Linked DNA regions of Hordeum vulgare: region 1 is linked to region 2. The links are chromatin contacts, called in public Hi-C maps. All regions are on one chromosome and are shown on one strand. The core of a region is the stretch at or near the end of the contact, and the rest is flanking DNA. Distances in the headings are between cores, read along the strand shown.

Region 1 (6,200 bases), core at 1,247-3,746, 170 kb before region 2:
ATTGACAGTTGTATGCTTCTTCACTAGGTTGCTGGATCACAATGACGTTTCACTTTAAATAATACAATTTGAGTGACATGCTATTTTGTATTCAACGTTATTACTGTTGCACGTACACGCTTACTAGTAATAGGAAAAAGCAGAAACAAAAAACCATCAACGAAAAACTTAAAATAAAACGCTTCAGCAGCCCAGCGAAGGAAACAGCACAAAAACGCTAATGTGGGCCAGCCCAATTTGCATCGCACGTGGACGTTACCCCATCCATTTGACGCCCGCAGGCGTCAAATAGGATTGGCCCTATTGGATATGCTCTGTTAACTCGTGTTGTGCTGAATGAAGCATTTTTTTTTCAACTGGGTTCACACGCCTTTCCATTACTTTCATAACATTTTTTTTTCAACTGGGTTCACACGCCTTTCCATTACTTTCATACCAGATATGTAACAAGGTTCACACTAATTTGACCTTAACATTCATGAAATAAATGCGTCGGTGCGGACGCGCGCGCCCTCTCGGTGTCCGCCCCAACTACTCCCTTCGTCACGGTTTAGAAGACACAGTTAGACTTGCATGCGTTTCCAAAATAGACAAAGATTAAGGCACGCTGCATTTACTCCTATCAGCTAATTAGTACTCCGTTGTACTACTTCTATATGCATGTATAGTGTGAATGCTATTTTTTAACTCATTTCACATCCAATCAATAACTACCTAGGTCCTAGAGAATTTGCATGCACGCCTTCTAAACCGTGACGGAGGGAGTATCGACAATCAACTTAACTTATGACGGCCATCCTCCATGAGCCCACGCGTCAGCGGCTGTGGTCAGCCTTTTTTAATCCGAGCGTGCGGTGGGGTTCGGCCTCATCTGCTTCCAGAACCCCTCGTCCCCATCTTGCCACCTCGTCGGCGACCAAACCTTAGCCTGCAGCCATGGTCGACTCCTTCCAAAACAAGGGCAAGTCCTCCGTCTACCCCGCACGATCTCCCCGCCGGCGTCTTCCCCCCGGCCTCGCGAGCGTGTCAGCATCACGGTGCACCAATCACGGTGACACTGGGAGCACCGCGTCCCGCTGCCGTACCCGGATGTCACCCTTCCGCACTACTGGCATCTGGATCCGGAGAGGATCCATGTGTCGGCCGTGCCACGGTCGGTGCGAATGCACGCGGATGAGGTGAGTCGACGCGGGCGGCAGCTGACGCCGGAGCAGCGGCTCAACCGTGTGTACGTGACCATTCTCCCCACTCGGAGGTCTGGTTTGCGGTCGAGCATGAAGAGCAGTGCCGGCGCGGCGTGCGCGACGTGCAGCCAGGAGGCCCTCTGTCGCCCCCGCCCGTAGTTAGCGACGAGGACCAGGAGGTGGAGGCTGCCTACCAGGCGGCGCTGGCAGCCGCAATCCGCGAGAGTGAGGAGGAAGAGCGGTGCAAGGCCGAGGAGGAGGGCGTGGTGTACGAGGCGTAGCTCGTAGAGGCCATCGCGCTGTCCGCCGCCGTCGACTGCGTCGTGCCCCCTTCGTCAAAGACCGAGCTACAAGGCCGCAGCGGGAGGTCTACGAGTGGACCGACTGCCTCCGCAAGTGGGTCAGCGCGCCGCCCATCTGGTTGAACGCGACACCGTAGCAGGAGGAAGCTCCACCACTAGAGGGCGCAAAACCTGGCGGAGGAGCGCGTCGATGGTCGTCGGCTGATGGCGCTGGAGCGTGAGACGGAGGAGGAACGATGAGAGATGGAGGAGGAGGAACGTGCCTGTGCTGCGCAGCCACTGCCACCAGCGCAGCCCGCGTCGGCGGGACAGACGACAGAGGCGCAGGCAGCGGCGCTCTAGAACATGGCGTTCCCTTGGGCTGGTCCTGCATCAACGCTTGTTGACCTCACCGGACCCGAAGTCGACGCCGCCTAGGGCCGACTCGCAGTTTAGGTTTTTTAATATTTAATTAATGTAATGGGGATGCGTGGACTCTCGCCAGCCACAAAGGCCGGCTTTAACGTTTAATTAATGTCTGTTCATTATCTTCGGAAATGTTTGATTTTTTTTTCACGCGTCGGCAAAATAAACCGGGCCAACGTTGAATGCATGCGTCGACCCAGACGCTGAAGCGGACTTTGATGTCCGTCAGTCTGACCCAAAGAGACAAAACACAGACAAAACGCCGTTCGTTTGAATCGGTCGGTTGGAGTTGCTCTAATCGTTTGCTTTTGTCGTAATAAAGCTTTCCATATGCGATGCAAAAAAATAGACATACTATTCTGGTAAAAGAAATGAAAACGTCGGAGGACCATCTTTTATAATAGAAAAAACAGAGTATCCGCAAACTTTACCGATCAGTAGGATCTATCTTTTTTGTTTTTGAGAAATTGTCAGAATCTATCAAGGGGCATCCGCGTGCGATGTCGACAAACGGCCCAAAAGTGCGTACGACCCATGTCCGCCCAGATTTCTTCGGCCCAAAAGGAAAATATCAGAATGGCCTTAGCCTTAGCCCGGCCCGCATCAACCAGCCACGCAGCGGCATCAGCGCGCCGTATATAACCACCCTCCTCGCCCTAGGGTTTCTCCTTAGACGCAGCCGCTTCACTTCTCCCAGGTAAAGGTGAGCACCCCCACCCCCACGCCCCGCCGCCGCCGCTGCGGACCCAAAACCCTCATCTCCTCCGTCCCCCCCGCCGCTTCTCCCCGTCGCTAACGTGGGCTGTCTCTTCTCCTGGTTGTGCAGGAAAGGTTCGCCCATGGCTCCGTCGCAGCCCAAGTCGGGCCTCTTCGTGGGCATCAACAAGGGCCACGTTGTCACCAAGCGCGAGCTGCCGCCGCGCCCGTCCGACCGCAAGGGGGTAAGCTTCTTTGTCATACGGATCCCGCGGGTGCTCTTGTTCTATTCTGTTGATCCGCCGGAGTTGGGCGGTGCCAGGGCTCCGCGGTCTGCGCGCCCTGGATCCGCGCGTTGCGCGACTGCCGCCTGAGCCACTTTGCCGTCAACGCTAGAGAGCTCATCCCTTTGCCTGTCTTGCCTGCGTTACGCCACTGGCGCCTGAGGCCTCATAGCCTATCCGCCATGTTGATCCGTGTGTGCTTGATGTATTAGGCTCGGTTTCTTGTTGGTGGATTATGCGGTAGTGGTAGCATGCTTGTTTGCTTCATGTACGGAACACAAGTCTTCCGTACATCACTTGTTGCTAGTTTTTTAGATCTAAACCTTGCTACAATTTCTGTTGGAGGCATATTTTGGTCTTGCCATTTTACTGTTAGGTTGTGTGAATCAGAAAAGTTGTTGGTTAATATTTTATTTCATCAATAATGATTACCTTTGTTTACCCGCTGGTTGATCGAATATACATACATAACTTGCTAATGTGCATCTGGTTTTGGCTTTGTGTAGAAATTTCATTTCACTATTTAGTCTACCTAAATACGATTAGCAGGTTGGTTTTGAGTGATCTAGTTTAGCTGGAAGATGAGATTCCGCTTAGATTCTGAATTTTGTTGAATGTCTGACTATTCCTTCATTCTCATCTTTTGAGTCGCCAAGTGTAAACTATCATGTATGGCTGGAAGAGTTCCTGTTATAGGCTTGTTCAATTCTGTTTGTACTGACCGGTTACCCTGTTGGTTTGCAGAAAGGTACCAAGAGGGTGCATTTCGTTAGGAGCTTGATCAGGGAGGTTGCTGGGTTTGCTCCATATGAGAAGCGTATCACTGAGCTTCTCAAGGTTGGCAAGGATAAGCGTGCTCTGAAGGTGGCGAAGCGAAAGTTGGGCACCCACAAGAGGGCCAAGAAGAAGAGAGAGGAGATGTCCAGTGTCCTCAGGAAGATGAGGTGTGTAAAATATGACTTCAATCTGAATTTTTTGTTACCTTCTCTTTGAAAGCATTATCTGTGATGATATACATTAGTACAATAATGTCATTCAGTAGGTATTTTACATGTACTCAACTTAATTGTTGTATTATTGTAGCTTTGGAAATCTATACTTTAGTTAGTGATACTTCATATATGGTTAATTGTCAATTCTTTACGGCAGACTCAAATATGAGTGATATGGTTTCTTGGAGTTTATACAATGTGCCTTCTGTGTGATGGGAGGACATCCGAGTCTTCTAGCTTTGAGGGAGCAAACTTTGCATGTTTGTATATTCCTAAGCTAACATCACAAATTGAGCCTTTTGGTGTTGAGGTGTCCCCAGGGATTACTCCATTAGAAGGCAGTCTCATATTCCATCGCCCTTGATAGCAGCGTTGCTGCATTAAAACTTTGGGAATTGCCATGAGACGAACATTTGTTCTTGCTAGCATTTATATTATTAAATGTTTTAGACAACACAATTAGCCTTTTTCTGTTAATGAATACTGTTTTCTGTGTGATGGGAGGACATCCGAGTCTTCTTGCTTTATGTGGAGCAAACATTCCATGTTTGTATATTCCTAAGCAAATGGTTCAAAGTGACCCTTCTGGTGTTGAGGTTCCCCTATGGTTTCCTCCCCCAGATGGCAGTCTCATATTCCATCGCCCTTGATAGCAGCGTTGCTGCATTTATACTTTGGGGATTGCCATGGGATGCACATCTGCTATTTTTTTGTTGTTTCAAGCACATTTTTATGCCTTGTTAATGGATTGCATGTTTTGGTTTGGGGATTGTCTTCTTTTCTGTATGTTAGGTACTTTCTTGGTAGACGTGGACTAATTTTCTGCTGTGATATACAGATCTGCTGGTACTGGAACCGAGAAGAAGAAGTAGAGTATCCCAAGCTCGTGAAGTTAATGGCAATCTTCTGTTCTGGTGGCCAGTTTTTACTACATGTAGAACCTACTAGACTTGAAACTGTTACCCGCCAGCTAAAATTATGCTATGTTGAACCTCCTGTCCTGTGAGATTTTTGATCTACTTTGCAAAGCCTGGCTTTCACCTTGTTTTCTTGGTTTGCTTTTTCATTATCTGTTAGCTTCATGTGGCATTCATTGCCTGTGGCTGTGGCTTACAATTGGCTTACGTGTGGTTAATTTCCATCCTGTAGGCTCCTTGGTTAAGAACCAACTTGTCATGGATGCCATGTTTTTAATACTAGCAAAAGAGCCAAAACATGCATTTTTAATTCAATAACCACGACTCAAGAAACATCTTTTAATTCCAAATGGCATCATATTTATGTCACTGACAGTGGCCTGAATGCTCATATAATAAGAACACATTTGAGTGTGGTCAGTCCTAAGGACTCTCTTTGTCTCTCTTTTGAGAAAATTTTATTACGTTCAGGATGCATATTAAATGAACAAATCAAGAAATAAAAGCATGAAAGAATATTATGCATATTTAATGAACAAATCAAAAAATAAAAGTATGAAAGAATATTGAGTGCATGTATTTCAAATAATTAAAATTTATGTCTTGTGAAACTTATATTATTAATGAACATATAATAAGTAAATTTGGATATTACTTGATGTTTCAAGTTGCATGGTCTCTCTCCTGGTGATGCCCATAAATATTTGCATTATGATGAAAATAGCCAAATATGTTTTATTAATTGATGGTAGCATAAGCATCAGAGTACTATTTTTATCTTGCTGATATATTTGTTTGTATTTGTAATCCAAATGAAATCTTAATTTGGTTGCAGAAATATTAGAGAACTCCATAAAAAATAATCAATTTGTAATCCAAGTAACCAAATGTTCAAGGTTGCATATCAACATCCATATTTAAAAAAATAATTAGCAAAACAGTTTAAAACAATATGAAAATTCAAAGCTAAGCCATTCGATTATGTAAAGCTTGTATAAGCAAAATTGTACATGTTTTATACATTAGAAATATTTTTTTGCGGATGACATCAGAAACATTTTATATACACACGTGTAATACATGTTTGAATTATTCAAATATACGATTAACATTTAAAAATATATATATTTTCTACGTCTACTTTGTTCCATGCACAGTTTATATTTTTGTATATGTTTTTATTATGCATTAGAAACATTTTTCTACATTTAAAGTAATACATGATCATTTTTTATTGAAAATAGAAGAAAAAATATTATTATTATCCATACACACGGTATATTTTTGTATATATGGAGACTTTTTTGTCTATAAATTTGACACTTCTTTAATCAATGATTTACATTTTGACAAAGTTTATCGAAACAAAGTCAAAAGAGAAAAAAATATAGGAAAAGCGCAAGAAAGAAGGAAAAAAATG
Region 2 (6,079 bases), core at 1,690-4,189:
AACAGCATTGCCACCATATGCAGAGAAAACATCTCCGGAACTGTAACACGGGCCAGCCGACGCGACCATTCTCCTCTTCAAGATCTCTCTCCTTGCCATATCATGCCATGTTTTGGTGAGGTCGTCCATGTCATCGTGGTTCATTGACATGATCTTGTTCTCTTCGGCGAGCAACAAAGATTCTTTGTCGATCAACTTCCACTTCTCGCACTTTTGAAGCAACTCCCAACAATGTTCTAGTTTGAAGAATTTGTCTTCCGAAGCTTCCATGTCTTTGTATCTATCTTGGACAATCTTGTCCTACACAATGTGAACAAAGTGATGTAATCAATTCTCATGATGCAAATATAATGCAAATATGATTACGCACAACTTGAACAAAGGCAAAACAAACTCACATAGTCGGATTCCACGGTCCCACTTGGAAGTGCATTGCGTACTTGCTCCAAGCAAGCTGCCCAACGGCTGCACATAGGCTTGATATTCTCCCAACTCCCTTGAAGCGACCGAAATGTGCGTGAAGTCCTATTGGGATACTTTGCCATAATGCGGAAGTATTGATCTTCGATCCTTTGCCAATATCTCTTGGCGGTTTGAGAAGTACCCGTACATGCATCAAGAGACACCGCACTCCATGCTTGGATCAAAGCTTGATCTTCCAAGATCGTGTAGTTCTTCGATCTTTGGCTATATTGAACGATTGACAAATCACGAGATATCGCAACAAATGGCGAAAACGAAAGGAAATGACCATGGCCCAAGACGCATACCTTCCGGCCATTTCGGCGAACACCTCGCTTGCGGGGGGAGCGACACCGTTGAACGGCATCGCCGGGGCATCTCTTTCCGGGATGGAGTGAGAGGATGAAGGAGCCGGAATCCTCTTCCTCTTGACGCCCGCGGCCTTGGTGACCTTCTCGGCCGCCGGTCGAGATCGCACAACAGCGTTAGCGCCCGGAGCGCGAGCCTTCCGGCGGGGGCTGTCGGATTTCCGTCCGGCACGACCACGTTGCCCTGCCGCTTGCGGGCAGGCGCGACGCTAGCTTGAGCGACGGCGGGGCCAACATGGCCGGCGACGAGATCCGCCAGAGGGGAAGGAGCGTGCGCGACCTCGACGGTGACGGGGGGCAGCAAGGAGGCATCCATGGCGGCGAGGGACGGTCGCGGAGGATGCACCGGAGCGTGCGGTGGCGAGGCAATGGTGGCGGCGGGTGGGGGGAGCGGGAAAGGCCGCGCGGAAATGTCCCTCCCGCCAAATCTTGCTGCGGATAGAGGCTGAGCTCGGGTCGGCCTCCTGGTCCGTGAAACTAGAGGTTGGGGGAGAAGTTTTACCGCGCCCCGCAAAAATATTTACGGGCCGGGGCGGGATGCGGGATGATCGGGCAGGTTTTTCCGTCCCAACCCGCACTTTGACGGTTATTTTACGGGCCGAGGCGGGATGCGGGGTCTGCTAGAGTTGCTCTTACACTCCCAAAATGGCCTTTCAACACAAAAAATACTAACATTCAATTTGGTATTTTGCAAAAGAGAACCGAATAACTTGCAATTTCAGTGTTGAATAGCTATTTCATGAGAGCACCTCAAATGAATTGTACATTTAGTTTGCCGATAAAAATAATCATGCCATCGGCCGACCACTCATTGTGAATTATATTTGCATTCTGCGCAAGAGTGTCTCATTTTACTGTACCTAAATTTCCTAGTAGCAGTTGGGAAAGAAAAAAAGATTGCTCCATCGTTTCAACTTGAAACTTGCAGTCTGTGCAAGAGTTGGTGCACAAGTGCATAGAATCTTTCCTCTCCCATGAAAACAATCAAGAATACTGATTAGATCTAAAAGATTATCTCTGAAATAAATAGTAGTAATAGAACCTCTCTAACTAAATGTAAGACGTTTTTGCAGTTTAAACTGAACTACAAAAATGGCTTACATTTAGTTACAGATGGAGTACCAATTAATACTACGGTGATTGTCTGAATAGGTTCGTTTCACAATTTTCGTACGCCAGGTTTAATCAGTCCACGCGACTTGCGGCACTGCGCTTCTTCCTCGCCACCGTCGCACCGCCCGCCAACGGCTTGCCGGAGTGTTTCTTGCTTTTGGCGCTACTTGGTTTCGCCGCCCGGGGGCGCTTAGTGGTCGGCGGCGCCGCTAGCTTGTTCTTATACCGCAAACCGCACGCGTTGCACAGCGTCTTGGGCCCCTGCGGGCCAGCGCGCCACAGCGGGGTCTCCGAGATGCCGCAGTTGCGGCACCAGTGACTGTCCCTGCAACCGCCTCCGCCGTCAACGGTGATCACCACGCTGCGCGGCACCACCGGCCGCACGACGGTTTCCGTTTGCTGCTTCCTCTCTGCCGCGGGGCCGCTCTGATGCTTCGGCTGCCGGCGGTTCGCGGCGTAACTCTGCTTGCCCTCATATGGGTGCCACTGGGCGTCGGTGTCGTCGTCCTCCGACGAGGAATCGCTCGACGACATCACATATTGGTCGTCGTCCCCATCATCGTCCATGTGGTCGCTGAACGGCAACGAGGACCAGCGGTTAGTCGCCACGGCTGGCCTGTCCGGCACAGCGGTGGCAGTTTCGGTTGCTGTCGGCGTCGGCGTCGGCGTCGTTCCATTGGAGCCGTCGACGGCAATGACGGACGTTTTCTCTGGGTCCGGGAGCTCCTGCAGCATTTTCAGGAAATCCGTCCCGGCGCGCATCGACATGTCCATGCTGCCGCCGCAGAAGTCGTCGAACCACGCGCCGCCGGCGAAGCCATCCTCCGTGCCGTCGCCGAGGCACTGCATGACGTCGTCGAGCGGGTCGTCGGGGATGTAGAGTGCGGAGACGAAGGCCGGCGGCCCGACGGTGCCGCTGCCGGCGACGTCGTCGGTGTGAGAGGCGCCCCGCGCTTGGCGGACATGGCTTTGGTGCATCGCGCCGTAAGGCTTCATGGCGTGGGCGGAGGCAGCGGTCGATCGATCTATGGCCTCTCGATCGGGAAGTTGCATGGCTTCCTCCGAGCGAGCGAGCGCGTATTATGGCGCCTAGGTCTCGTGCGTAGTTCCGAATCGGCCACAGCAACCTTTTTTTTTTACACGGCGACAGCAACCTGTAATTCAAGTCGGCAACAGATGTGGGCTTCCAATCACGATACGTAGCCCAACAGAAGTGGCTAACCGCGACAACCTGGCCCAGTATCGACCCAGCAGCAACAACGACCCGTGCATTTGGAAAAGCCTATTCGCCGCTCTCTGCGTCGCCCGGCTTCGCAAAGGCACCACCGAACGTTCGGAAATGGCCCGGCCCATTTATAGTCCCAACACCTAGAGGTTCCCAGCCGGCTTTTCCCTGTTTTGGGAAACTTCTAGAAAGTTCCCTGAACGAGTTTTTTTTCTTTACTTTTTCTGTTTCTGTTTCAAAAAATGTTCTAAATTTTTAACAAATTGTTCTTCAAATTCGAACACTATTTTTTCTTTTTCAAAAAATGTACTGCATTCTCAAAAAATGTTCTTCAAATTCGAAAACTATTTTTTCATTTTCAAGAAATGTACTGCATTTTCAAAAAATGTTCTTCAAATTAGAAGAAAGTTTTTCCTATTTAAAAAAGTATTCTGTATTTTAAAAATGTTCTTTATTTTCCAAAAATGTTCCGAATTTTAAAAAAATTATTCAAACTTCCCAGTTTGTCTAGCATTTTTCAAAATCGTCCTTGGTTTCAAAATTGTTAAGGGTTTTTCAAAATTGTTCTGCTTTCAAAAAAAATCTCAAGATTCAAAAATTATTTGTGCTTTAAAACAAATCGTGCTTCCATATTTCTTTGGGTTTTTTTCAAAATTGTTCTCCATTTCCAAATTTTGTTCTCAAGATTCAACACATATTCGCCATTCGAAAATTGTTCGCGCTTTCAAATTTGTTCAGGATTTTTCAAAAATTGTTTTCGGTTTCAAAACCTTTCTGAAAATTCGAAAAATATTCGTGCTTTAAAAATTTGTTCTTACTTTCAAATTTGTTCGGTGCTTTTCAAAATTGTTCTCCTTTTCAAAATTTTGTTCTCAAGATTCAAAAAATATTCGAGCTTTAAAAAATGTTCGTGCTACCAAATTTATTCAAAAAATTTCGTAATTGTTCTCAGTTTCAAAATTTGTTCTCACAATTCAAAAACAGTTGTACTTTAAAATTTTGTTCGAGTTTATAAATTTGTTTGGGATTTTCAGAATTGTTCTCTTTTTCAAAATTTTGTTGTCAAGATTCCAAAAGTAATCATTATTTAAAAATTGTTCGCGTTTCCAAATTTGTTCACGATTTTCAAAATTGTTCTTCAAATTCGAAAAATGTTTTTTCTTCACATACGAAAAGAAAAGGAAAAAGGAAAGAGAAAAATTGTTCTTTATTGTTTTCTGTTTCTTCTTCTCTTTTCTGTTTCTGTTTCAAGAAATGTTATAAAGTTTTCAAAAATTGTTCTTCAAACTCGAAAACTATTGTTTCTTTTTCAAGAAATGTTCTACATTTTCAAAAACAATTCTCGAAATTCGAAGAAACTTTTTCCAATTTAAAAAAATGATCTGTATTTTTTTCTTAGATCTCTATTTTCAAAAAAAGATTTGTATTTTCAAAAAATTGTTCGCGCTTCCAAATTTGTCTAGGATTTTCGAAAATAGTTCTCGGTTTCAAAACTGTTTGTGGTTTTCAAAATTGTTCTCCTTTTCAAAAAAAAATCTCAAGATTCAAAAAATGTTCATGCTTTCAGAAAATCGCGCTTCCAAATTTGTTCAGGGTTTTTTCAAAATTATTGTCCGTTTCAAATTTGTGCTCAAGATTCAAAAAAACTTCGGACTTTAAAAAATTGTTCGCGCTTTCAAATTTGTTCAGTATTTTTCAAAATTGTTTTCAGTTTCAAAACTTTTCTCAAAATTTGAAAATTGATCATGCTTTCAGAAAAAAAATGTAATTTCGAAATTGTTCTCCTTTTCAAAATTTTGTTCCTAAAATTCTAAAAATGTTCACGCTTTCTAATTTATTTAAGATTTTTCAAAATTGTTCTCCGTTACAAAAAAAATCTCGACATTCAAAAACTGTTTGTGCTTTCAAAATTTGTTCTCGCTATCAAATTTGTTTGGGGTTTTCAAAATTGTGCTCTCAAGATTGAAAAATTATTCATTTTTAAAAAATTTGTTCGCGCTTTGAAATTTATTCACCATTTTTTAAAATTGTTCTTTAAATTCAAAAAAATAATTTTTTGATTAAAAAATAAAAGAAAAATGGGAAGAGAAAACGAACCAAAAAACGAAAATAAACAGAAAACGGAAACAGAGCTAGGCCAGCCAGTAGTGGCGCCCCCTTTGCGGCGCAGGGCTCCTACCGCAATGAACGACAGGTAAGAGCTTCCCTCCTCGTTTATCGAAATCAGACGACGACGTATAAGCAAATCTTATTTGACGCTACAGGCGCCGGTTAAATTTCATTGTTCTTAACCAGCGCTGCACGCGCCGGTCATGGCCCGGCCCGGTGAGAGGGCTGTTTTCCCGGATTTTTTTCATTTAGTTTTTTAGGACATGTTTTTTTTTATTTTTTTTTTCCAAATTCATGAATTAGTTTCCAAAATTCGTGAACTTTTTTGAATATTGATGAACTTTTACCAAATTTTGATGATTTTCTTTAATATTTGATGAACTTTTTTAAGGTTTGTGAACCTATTTTCAGTTCAACATACTTTTTATAAAACAATTTTCAAATTCATGAACTAATTTTCAAAACCCATGAACTTTTTAAACATTTGTGAACTTTTTTTTAGATCACAATGAATTTTTCGAAATTCATGAACTTTCATTTCAAAATTTATGAACCATTTTCGCTTTTATGAACCTTTTGTGTTCTGTTTTTTGGTTTTGCTTTTTTGCTTTTTCTTATAGAAAAATCAGCCCTGGAACTGGGCCGGCCTATTTTGCAGGGCCTGTAGGCTGGTTCTCCTAACCGGCGCTCAAGGCGCCGACTAGGAGCTCCCCGTCCTATATGCCGGTCGTTGCGGCTAAAAGGTGGCGTTTCGCACAGGGACGGCTAACCTGGGCCGGGCCATTGAGTTTCACGTGAAGGC

What was found. A called contact is a pair of places that touch in the nucleus more often than the background predicts.
Region 1: a Hi-C map of leaf shows a contact between it and region 2, with 2.2 times the contacts expected there. The contact joins the promoter of LOC123445438 here to the promoter of LOC123400767 in region 2. A contact is called at or near these places in 1 of 6 Hi-C or Micro-C datasets (leaf) and 1 of 1 datasets of contacts at active chromatin or transcription factors (embryo).

Annotation. Positions count from the first base shown.
Region 1 is chr1H:462,202,364-462,208,563 of MorexV3_pseudomolecules_assembly, reverse strand. It overlaps LOC123445438 (60S ribosomal protein L36-3-like), which reads left to right and starts at 2,496. Exons shown (of 4, transcript XM_045122427.1): 1 at 2,496-2,594; 2 at 2,718-2,832; 3 at 3,616-3,815; 4 at 4,702-4,906. The coding sequence starts at 2,731. The coding sequence ends at 4,735.
Region 2 is chr1H:462,032,932-462,039,010 of MorexV3_pseudomolecules_assembly, reverse strand. LOC123400767 (GATA transcription factor 12-like) reads right to left here and starts at 2,939. Exons shown (of 1, transcript XM_045094664.1): 1 at 1,952-2,939. The coding sequence starts at 2,939. The coding sequence ends at 2,016.